Regions from separate parts of the Mus musculus genome. Here regions 1 and 2 are each linked to region 3. The links are chromatin contacts, called in public Micro-C maps. All regions are on one chromosome and are shown on one strand. Each heading gives the region's core, a stretch centred on a gene start, on an enhancer-like site or on the middle of the called end of the contact. The rest is flanking DNA. Distances are from core to core; before and after follow the strand shown.

The links. Hi-C and Micro-C count contacts between places; a contact is called where the count stands out from the background.
Region 1: a contact with region 3 is called in a Micro-C map of embryonic stem cells, with 4 times the contacts expected there. The contact joins the promoter of 2610206C17Rik here to the promoter of Arnt2 in region 3. A contact is called at or near these places in 3 of 39 promoter capture datasets (cranial neural crest, frontonasal cranial neural crest and maxillary cranial neural crest), 2 of 484 Hi-C or Micro-C datasets (both in embryonic stem cells) and 1 of 115 datasets of contacts at active chromatin or transcription factors (astrocytes).
Region 2: a contact with region 3 is called in a Micro-C map of embryonic stem cells, with 4 times the contacts expected there. The contact joins the promoter of Abhd17c here to the promoter of Arnt2 in region 3. A contact is called at or near these places in 2 of 39 promoter capture datasets (both in embryonic stem cells) and 2 of 484 Hi-C or Micro-C datasets (both in embryonic stem cells).

The regions. Positions count from the first base shown.
Region 1 is chr7:84,688,067-84,691,253 of GRCm38.p6, forward strand. 2610206C17Rik (RIKEN cDNA 2610206C17 gene) reads left to right here and starts at 1,574. Exons shown (of 5, transcript NR_038175.1): 1 at 1,574-1,748. It overlaps Zfand6 (zinc finger, AN1-type domain 6), which reads right to left and starts at 1,891. Exons shown (of 7, transcript NM_001360578.1): 1 at 1,680-1,891.
Region 2 is chr7:84,149,702-84,153,244 of GRCm38.p6, forward strand. Abhd17c (abhydrolase domain containing 17C) reads right to left here and starts at 2,192. Exons shown (of 3, transcript NM_133722.2): 1 at 1,581-2,192. The coding sequence starts at 2,143. It overlaps LOC117997403 (a long non-coding RNA gene), which reads left to right and starts at 2,439. Exons shown (of 3, transcript NR_169136.1): 1 at 2,439-2,670; 2 at 2,845-2,983.
Region 3 is chr7:84,407,954-84,411,304 of GRCm38.p6, forward strand. It overlaps Arnt2 (aryl hydrocarbon receptor nuclear translocator 2), which reads right to left and starts at 2,085. Exons shown (of 19, transcript NM_007488.3): 1 at 1,902-2,085. The coding sequence starts at 1,932.

The DNA.
Region 1 (3,187 bases), core at 324-2,823, 280 kb after region 3:
ACCAAAGGGTGCCAAACTTTCCACAGCCGGTTTGAAGGGATTCGGTGTAGAGATTAACAGAAATCTTAGTTCCTCATGCAAACATAGCAACTAGGAACCAGTCACAAGAACAGTGAGTCTTCCTGATTAAAGGAAGGAAGCAGAATCGTAACGTTTTCATCTCTATTTTATTACTGATTGCCTACAACTTTCTACCACGATCTACAGTATTTACTTTTCGACAGGCAACTTGGGCAACAACAGCTGCAAGAAGAAAAGTTCCCAGAGTACACTTGTTAGAAGCAAAACAAGAAACACCATCGAAACACTGGGGTGAAGGGAGGAACACAGCATTAAGAAACAATGAAATGGATGAACCACAACCATACACTATCTGTCCAAAGTTCAAAGGGCAAGGAACCTAAAGTGACACTGTTTGAAGAGATTAGTGTGTGACAAAACTAATTTTTAAAAGGCTAGAGAATGAGCAAATCCACCGAGTCTAGAATGTTTATTTACCTCAGTAAGAAACAGTAAACTGGGTTAGGCCAGATAAGAAACTCGTGAACACATACAAGTTTGAGTAATGTTCTAGTTCTGGCTCTGGAGTGAGGAGTCTGAAAGTTTATGTTTTCTCTCTTTATAGTACATTGTGTTGTGTATTCTCCCAGGACTGACCATTACTTTAAAAACTTTGTGATATAACTCATATTGTGAGTTTTGACATTAACACAGGAAAGTATGGCTGCAGTCAAAACAGCAATCAAGCCTGAAATTTTCCTATCTGTGCCTATTACCCCTCTTACATGTTTGTCTCCCCGCCCCACCCCACCCCCACCCCGAGACAGGGTTTCTCTGTGTAGCCCTGGCTGTCCTGGAACTCACTGTGTAGAACAGGCTGGAATCCGCCTGCCTCTGCCTCCCAAGTGCTGGGATTAAAGGCGTGCGCCACCACGCCCGGCTTACGTGTTTTTTAAATGTTAAAAAAAAAAAAAAAAAAAGGAAAAAGGAAAAATTAAGACAATGTCTTTTCTCCATTTAAATGTTCATGGTTTACCAAAAAATTGTCCCCGCAGGCCTGGAAATAATACATAAAACAGCAATTGCCATAAAATACTTCATAAATAATCTCAAAAGCCTACGTGGCATTTTAATTAGGAAAAGGATAAATTTCGAATATAGTTTGAAAGTGACGTTTAATTTCGGTTTTCGGAACCACTAGGTGCTGACTACCAAGCTAGTTAGCATGCACGGCTTGGAGGTGACCCCAAGGCCCCAGTTCCCACAAACGCCTGACAATTCTGGATGATGATGGCAAATCACTGAGTTCTGATAGAGTTAGATTGACTTCAGACGCCACACTCCGTGTAGCTTGTTTACGCATCCAACAGTGAGAAACTTGAAAACGCTCTCAGAGGAGCAGAGAGCTTGGAATCCCGGAGACTCCCTCTGAGCCTTCTCTAGCCTCAGCCTACCAAAGGGACGTGAGGACGCTGCCCGGCGTGCGGCAGCTGCTCCGGACTGGCCCCAGGCGCGCCCACCCCGACCCCGAGCTCAGCGCGCGCCCGGGGAGCCCGGGACCGCGCCCCACCGGGACCGCGCCCTCCGCTCGCCACTGCGAGGCCACCTGCTGCGCCGCCCGCCGCTTCCGGCTCCCAGGCCGCCCGGAGGCTGCGCCCACCGCTGCCCGCACTCCTCACCTGGCGGCGGCCCTCTCCGCCGGACGCGCTGCCGCCGCCGCCTCTCGCCGCCGCTGAGAGTGAGGACAGGTGAGGCCGCCAAACCCCCACTCGCTCCCGGCCCGCCGCCGCCGGCCCTCCGTCCGCTGTTTATTAAACTTTTCTGTTTGGCTGCTCGGCCTGTGACGCGGCCTCAAGGGAGCGCCCGCGATTGGCTCTCAACGCGCGCTGACGCGGCAGTCCCAGCCCGCTGCCTAATTATGACCGGCCCGGGCGGGGCCGCGGGCCGGAGGCGGCGTGGGGGCGGGGCCGGATCTCGGAGAGTGCTATTATTGGTCAAGGCATTTGAGGGGCGTGGCACAGAGGCGCTGCTTTTCTCTCGGCCACGCCCCTGCCTCGGCCAGGTCAGCGGGCTAGGTTAGCTTTTTGATGTTGCCTCAGGAGCAAGAGGGCTCTGGTGCAGACTTGGGGGACGGCGAGGGGATGGGGTGTCTGATGACGTAGCTCCGGGCTCTGCATCCTCCCAGGGATAGACTACCCTTGTCTAGAGCTGGTGTTCCACCTGCGTAGTTTGAGAGACGACATAGATTGAGATTCTGTTGCCCAGGCCCCTAGAAGACCAGGAGGGCCAGCCCAAAGTGCCAGGTCTGAACTCTGCCCTGTCCTGAACCACGATTTACAGAGAGCGAGACCTGAGGCGTGTGTGCTCGCTTGTGTAATACACACCTACACGCCTGGACTCGGGAAGCCCCCTGGACCTTCTCGCGGAAGCGGTAGATTCTAGTCCAGCAGCCCTGCACAGGTTGTGCGGGAGAAGTGGGGGACAGCTCTCCTGAGATTTCCCCAGCCCAAACAGGATTGCCTAGAGTCCTGTCTTTATTTGAAATTATGTTATTTTGTTAGTCTTGGGGTTGTGCCTTTTGGTGTTTTACAATGTTTATCTTTGTCACTGTGCTCTCTTTACCTATTTCCCTGAAATTTCTGCCCTATTTTTACAGTAATAGGGGCTCATGGTCACAAGGTTGAGATACGGCTAACCATGTGTGGTTTGGGCTGCTTTCTGTAATCCTGTAGAATAAGGAGGAGACAGAATAGAGGACATGGTGGAGGTCAGGTAGAATTCTTTGAAGAAAAGGTGGCATTTGAAAAATTCTTATGACTTCATGGAAAACGAAAGGAAGTGTTCCTGAAGAGGGCTTGGGAGAAACACACAATGCTCTTGTGAGGTGACAGACAAGTTTCTGGGGCAGGATATTCTAAAATAAATCACCAAAGCTAAGCCTGGCCAGCCACCGTGGCCCAGGCCTTTATACTTTCAGCATGGAGAGGCAAAGAAAAATATACCTCTGTGAGTACTAGGTCAGCCTGGTGGATATAGCAAGTTCCAGGGTGACCAGAGCTAAGTAGTGAAACCCAGGGCCAAATAAAATAAAGCTAAGCCTGCTGTTCGAAACCAGAGCAGAACAGAAGGTCCCTACCCAGGGCCTAAGGGTGTTTTTGAGGCACATTCAACCCATTCAAAATTTATA
Region 2 (3,543 bases), core at 942-3,441, 260 kb before region 3:
TAGGAATTTCTACAGACCATCAACTCAAGGTAGTACTTCTGTGTTTCACTGTAGAAACATCTAGTACTAAAATCTATTTTTAATACCTACACTATGGCAGATTAAGTAGTTCAAGATTGTGCGACACGTGTGGGCACAATTACGGGGTGACTGGACAGCCTCAGAGAGCCAGCTCTCTCCCTCCACCTCTGGATTGCACAGGGGAAACTTTGGTCACCATGTCCACCCACAAAGCAGCCTGCACCCACTCAGCCATCCACCTACTCCACATATTTTTCTCCAGGCAAGGTCTTACTATGGCCCTGGCCAACATAGAACTCACCATGTAGCTCAGGCTAGCCTGAAACTTTGAGCAATCCTCCAGCCTCTGCCTCCCTCCAGAGTGCTGAAGCATATCCCACACCAGCACTCCACTCCCCGCTTCTGACAAATACTTCTGAAACCTGTTCTTGGGAGCAGGTGGCATGTGACTACTTGTGGATCCTCAGCCACTCCATCAGGATAGAATCCAGCCTCATCTGCCTACATCATTCTCCAAAAACTATACCCCAATTGAGGAGCCCTCCAAGACCTCAGAAGAATGTGAGCAAGCATCTTAGAGTGAATACTAAGTACTTCTCTGTTATACAAGCCATTTCTCAAGAAGCATAAGGGATAACTTATGAACATATGTGCAACACATATGGAAATAAAGTCATTATTACTGGCCATGTACTTAGCTTAGCAAATAGACGTTTCATAAAAACGATACAAAGGTCTCTAAAAAGAACAGTGCCTACTGTCATTCTGGGGACTTATTCCTCTAACGAAATCCAAGCTCATTACACACAGGACCTCAGGTACGGTTGCCACCTGTGCTATGGGGATTGCATGGGAAGGTCACAAGCACCAAAACTGGTCAGGTCACTTGACTTTCCCGCAAACCAAATGTCTAAGTTCAGAGTAAAACTTAAGTTAGTTCCCCCCCCCCCCAACCTGGTCTGTCCTCAGAATATAACAATTTGTGCTTAGCATATAAAAGACCCTGAATAAATACTTTCCAGTTTTATGAACGCTAACTCAAGGTCAAGAGATTTCCTCACGCCTATAACACTCTGCGCTACTGGTGGTGTTTAGGGAAGGTTCTTCAGCTAACTTCCTGATCTCCCAGTGCCACATACTCTGCGGGACCAGGAGGCAAAGTCCTCCCCACACCCGACCCGACCCAGCCTTAAGGGCTGCACAGGCATCGCCCCAGGGACACTTTCTACTTGGAAAGTCTTTTAGAGGTCATCGTCTCTCCCCAGCTGTCAAGGGCTCTGAAAACCCCAAGGTCACTTCTACCAGACCTTCGGGGTCTGCGCGTAGCTCAAGACACAACTCAAGCCCAACCAAGTTGGTTTGGCCGGTACATTGGCATCCCCCACAGCGGCCACGTGCGTTTAACCGGAGCCACAAAGACTCCAGGCCGCGCGGGCCAGTGAAAAGCAGGCAGGACCCTTTAAGTCTGAGCTCTCCATCCCCGAGGGCTGTTGCAATCTCGAGCGAATGCAACAATCCGGGAGCACAAGCCCGCACCCCAACCGTGGCTCGGGGCTCACCGGGTGCGCAGTGCCTGCCACGCGGCGTCGATGTCAGCGTAGAGATTCTTTTCGGAGGGCTTGCCGGAGCTCACACCATAGCCCGAGTAGTCGTAAGAGAAGATGTTGCAGTTGATGCGCGAGCCCAGGCCGATGTAGAAGCTACACATCTGGCCCAAGTCCACGGCGTTGCCGTGCGAGAAGAGCAGCGTGTAGCGGCTGGAGGGCGCGCAGCGCACGAACATGCAGCCCAGCCGGTTGTCGCGGGCCGTGCGCGAGAAGAAGACCTCGACGGCGTCCAGTTCGCGCTGCGAGTACTGCCAGTCGGCGCGCTCGCTCAGGTGCAGGCTGCACGCGCCGGGGCCCGCACCCTCCTCGGCCGGAGCGGGCTGCGCCGCCGGGGCGGGCGCGGGGGTCGCCGCGGGAGCGGGCGCGCGCTGCTCGGGCGCCAGCACCGTGTAGGTGGGTTCGGGCGGCAGGAAGGCCAGCTTGGCGGCGATGCGGCTCGGACAAGGAGGGCAGCAGAAGAGCCAGCACAGCTCGCCGAGCGAGAAGCCGTTCATCCTGGGGCCGGGCTCGGGCATCGGGGCGGCCTGGCGCCCGCCGCGGGCGGGAGGGAAGCGCAGGGAGCGCAGAGGGAGAGCGCCGAGAACTGGAGGCCGGCCGAGAAGGCGGAGAGGCCAGGGGCGGGGCCAGGCGGGCGCGGCGCGGCGAGCGGGGCGGGTCAGCGGCAGCCCCGCAGCCCCGGCGAGGTGCGGACGGCCGGGGCTCGCGCGCGGCACACAAAGCCCGCGGCGGCGGCGGCCATGGCCCGCTCCAGCGCGCCGCCCCGCCCCCGCACGCTACTGCCACTTCCGGGTTACCGCGCCGCGCGCCCCCACAGGCGGGCGGGGCTACCCATCGGAACGGACGCCCCAGTCTGAAGCAGGACTCCCCGGGCTGGGCGGGGCTCCCGCCTCTTGGGCGGGAGTTAGCGCATCTGGGCGGGGCTACTCGTTAGAACAAACTCCCCGGTCCGAAGCGAGGCTCTGGAGTCTGGGGCGGGGCTTAGCGCGATTGGGGCGGGGGTCTGAAGAGATTAGAGCGGTTGGGACAATCCTGGATTGAAAAGGTAGGTGTGCAGATACTTTAGGATTCAGTTCTCCAAAACCAGCTTTCTGTCCTGGTGGAGTTATTGGGAATTTATGTAAAAGATAATTATTGAGAAAGAGAATTGAGTACATTAAAAATGCCTTGCTTTCCTCTAATCAATGCTATTTTTTTCTCTTTTGGTTGTTTGAGACAGTTTAGCCTACACTGGTTTAGAACTCACATGCTTCTAGCCTCTACCACCACTTGCTGAGATTCAAGACTTCTTGAACAGCCACTACCATAAATGCTCTGGTCCATCTCGTACGTGTTCCCGTGTTGCAGGCGGCTGTTGGGTATGTACAGCTACGCAGGTCTTTCTGTAATAACAATTACAGCAGAGCCTGTTGGTTTTACAACAAATGGTGTCAACACGGTCCTCTCTCACCCCCATCCCTTACATCATCCCCTGTGGTGCCAACTGGATACTCCATATCTGTCCTTTTTGATGTTAGTTTCTCTAGAACTGTTTTGGCGCCAGACTTTTTAATCATGAAAGACATGTTACAACGATTTTAATCCACTATTGTCTTGGCTATAGGCTTTAAGTGATTTTCCAAATATAACTCTCAGGGCTTCTGAAACCGTGTGAACCCTGGTGTCCGGTTGGCAGAGCCTCTCCTCTGGACTTTGGCACCAGGCTTTCCTTTCAGGGGTAGGAGGTCATTTTAGGCTACCTGCAATGAATACAACCAGAGCCCCAGTGGGCAGTCACCATTCCAGACCTCATAAATGTCCCAAGAAGGATTACAACATTTTTTAAACAAAAAGAATTTTGAGCATCCTAATATAAATTGATTTACCAGTACCACTTTAAGTAGTAACCTTGTGGACTGAGTTTTCAAAGGCCGTATCT
Region 3 (3,351 bases), core at 835-3,334:
GCTGATCAGTGCAAGAAATTCTCCTTGAGAGATTCTCACAATGCTCAGAATTGCTGGTATTTTTGACTGAGGAAAGATCTGGATATCACAATGTATTAAGGTGGCCAGGTAGTGACTAACAGCACTCCTCCCAAGTCCCAAGGTTTCTATAGCAGAGAGAACAATGTACTGGACAAAGTGGTTCCCAACAGTGATATAACGGTAGATGAGTTACATAAGTCACCTAAGAGCTTGTGCTTTTCCTCAGTAGATTCCGGACTCAACCATCTTCATTATTTCCCTTTGCTTTTTCTAATCGCATTACAGTTTAAGGTATTAATTTTCTATTGATTTCTAAGTATCAGAATAGGTTGAAAGTGCTTCAGTGGTTTAAAAAAAAAAACACAAAAATGACACAGCCGTGTTTCCAAGCCAGCTATCTACCCACTCAGTGTTCCAGACAGAGACTCCATGTCGCCTCTTCTAGGACTGCCTGTTTCAGTTAGTGAGCCTCCTTGACGGGAATTAGAAAGGTTCATCACCTCCTTGTCCCCACAGGCACTTGCCTCTGTCTATTCTGGCTTTCCTCAATTGCCTTTACCTCAAATCTAATGAAGGCCAGATCTCATACTTTGTCTGCCTCCTGGTATTTTCCTTCTCCTCTGTTCAGGCCACTACAGCTAAGTCTGACCTGCAGCACCTGCCTCTTCTCCACGCAGTTCCTGCTTCTCGTCTTCCTATCTTCTGTATCACCTCACCACAGCTGACAAATCAACCTTACAGGAAAGCAGTGATCATGTGGCTCCTCCGTTCAGTACTACTTAAAACTCTCTTTTGATGTAGGAAGAGGAAGCCACAGTCCATGTCTTCCATGGCCCTTTGGACCTAGCCACATCCATGCAACTCAATGTCAGGTCCCTCTGTTTCCTCTCACACCTTACTCACTGGCTTCCAGTGTATGCTTAGAGCATGGCCATCATGACTTCATGACTTATGCCTGTAATGCCTCTCAGTCTGTGTGTCTGCGTTTTCAAACTGTATCTTCTACAAGTTCAGGCTAAAGTGTCCAGAGTCCCCTCAACCTTCCCCGACCAACATGGACAAAGGGGATCTTCCACTCATAACTTACTCTGAAGACATTCTTCTTTCATAAGCACTCTGGTAGTTCACTCCACCTGATCTGGGGCCACACCCAACACAAGACCTCTTCCACTGAGCTTTCCCGGGGTCTAAGCTATTTGACCGTCCCTGCCTCAATCTACAGGGACCTATGATTCTCCAGAACCAAAGCATACAACACAAAACCTAAAACTTGGGAGCGGGAAGGCAGTCACATGTCTATCCTCTCAGCCTTGCATGATAGACAGGGAACTTTGCCAATGACAATAGGGCTCCCCCGCCACATTTCAACAGGAGCCTAACACTCCCACTCATTCCTGAACTCCTTCCATTTTTTTTCTAATCTGACGGCATAAGTCCAAGGGTCACAGGCTGTACCTTCAGCGACATCAGACAATCGGAGAGGGATAGGGCTGCTGAAGGCCATTATTACCAGTTAGGCTTTTCCTGTCCAGAAAGGACTGGGACATATACACTGGCCAGGTGTAAACCCCGCCAAAGACCAGCGTGGGGGAGGCGGGGCCGATAGGCGAAAGAGTCCCAGGAGTTCTGCCCTGTTGAATCCCCGCTTCAAACTTTTCTCTCGCTCAGCGCGACACCTGGCATCCGCTGGCCCCTGTGGCTCTGGAGCCCGCGGGCGAGCATCTAGTTACACGCAGCAGCGGCGGGCGCCGTCAGGACCAGGTTGAGCACCATTCGAGAACGAGGATGCCACGGCCGGTGCTGATGCTGCCGGGCAGCGGCCACTCCCCACCCCGGGGCTGCGCGTCTCAGGCTCGGCCAGAGGCTGGGCCGCTACTCACCCGGAGGGTTGACGGCGGCCGGGGTTGCCATCTTGCCGGGAAGGGACCGGAGCGCCGGGCGGGGGCGGGGGCGGGGACGGGGACCCGGCGCGGGCCAGCGCCGCCGCGGCCGCGCCACACAAAGGAAGGTGCGGGCGGTGCTCCCCGCGCTCCCGCGCTCTCAGAGCGCCCCGCGCTCCTGCCCGCGCTGCTCCCCGCGCCCCGCGCGCTCCCCGTTCCTCTGCGCGCACCCGCGCTCCTCCTTTCCCGGGCCTCCTCCGGGTTCAGCCTTTGTGGTGCGGCTGGGGTGCCGGGCCCGCGGCTCCCGGGTCCGAGCCGTAGCACCGCGAGACTTGGGGCAGCGGGCAGCGGGCAGCGGGACCCTCCTCGGGTCCGCGCAGGTGCCCAGGTTAGAGGCCTCGGCGCACTCCCTATCCGCCCTAGTAGGGTCCCCAGGTATCAGGGACACATCGCCGAGAGGCGCTGTCCCCTCGCGGAGGAGCGGGTGAGCAAAGGACCCATTTGGATGCAGAGGACAACCGGCCTAAGAAACAAAGGCGTCCCAGTGCAACCACTTAGCATGCCAGGGCCGCGCCACTGAGCTCCCGGGCACCCTGGCTAGGGCTGCAGAAGAGGGCCTAAGGGGAGGCACCCAGAAATGCCCAAGGCCACCGTCCCTCCAAGGCACTGGCACACAGCTCCAGCACAGAGTTTGGCTCAGGAATGGAGAGAAGCCAGGGAGGTTTTGAGGACAGTGTCTAGCTCTGCCTTCTTGAGGACATGGCCACTGTCAGCATTTATTAGAGTCCTCTCGAGGGCCTTATTCACACCTCCATACTGAGGTTTTAAGAAGATTTCTAATGGTTTCATCTGCGTATGCTGGTAAAATAAGAGCACGGGATACTTGAAGAGTGGTTTTTCCAGGCAGCCACTGGGATTCCTGGAGGTGATATTCCACAGTAGATGCCCTGATTAGGTGAGATTGGAAGGCTGGTCACACCCCAGGCCAGAATTAAAGGCACTGTGCCTTCTAACACTGATAACATCTGCAAAAAATACCACACTATTTCCAAAGAAGCATGCATGAAATAGGATAGGGAAATGATGATTGGAGTATGTTTTTAAACCATCATTGTCTTTGGAAAAGCGTTTGTCTCTACTGCCCTAATAATAAATCAATTGGACAAACACTGAAAATTCTGAATTCCCGGCACAGACCTGGGTGTTGAGCATACAGGATTGACCTCCTTCAGGGCTGCAGGGCTTCCTGGATAGGAGAGAGCTGGAAGGAAGGACACAAGAGACCACCTGAGTTGGGGCAGCCGCTCTTTGAAGCTTAAACAGAGCCCCTGAAATGTGGTCACTGCTGAGCAAAAGGGACAGAAAGAAGATGACATTGAAAGTCACCTTTGAAGAAATGACTAGAATACAGGGAAGACATTTCAAAGGAAAAAATACACACTGTGCATTT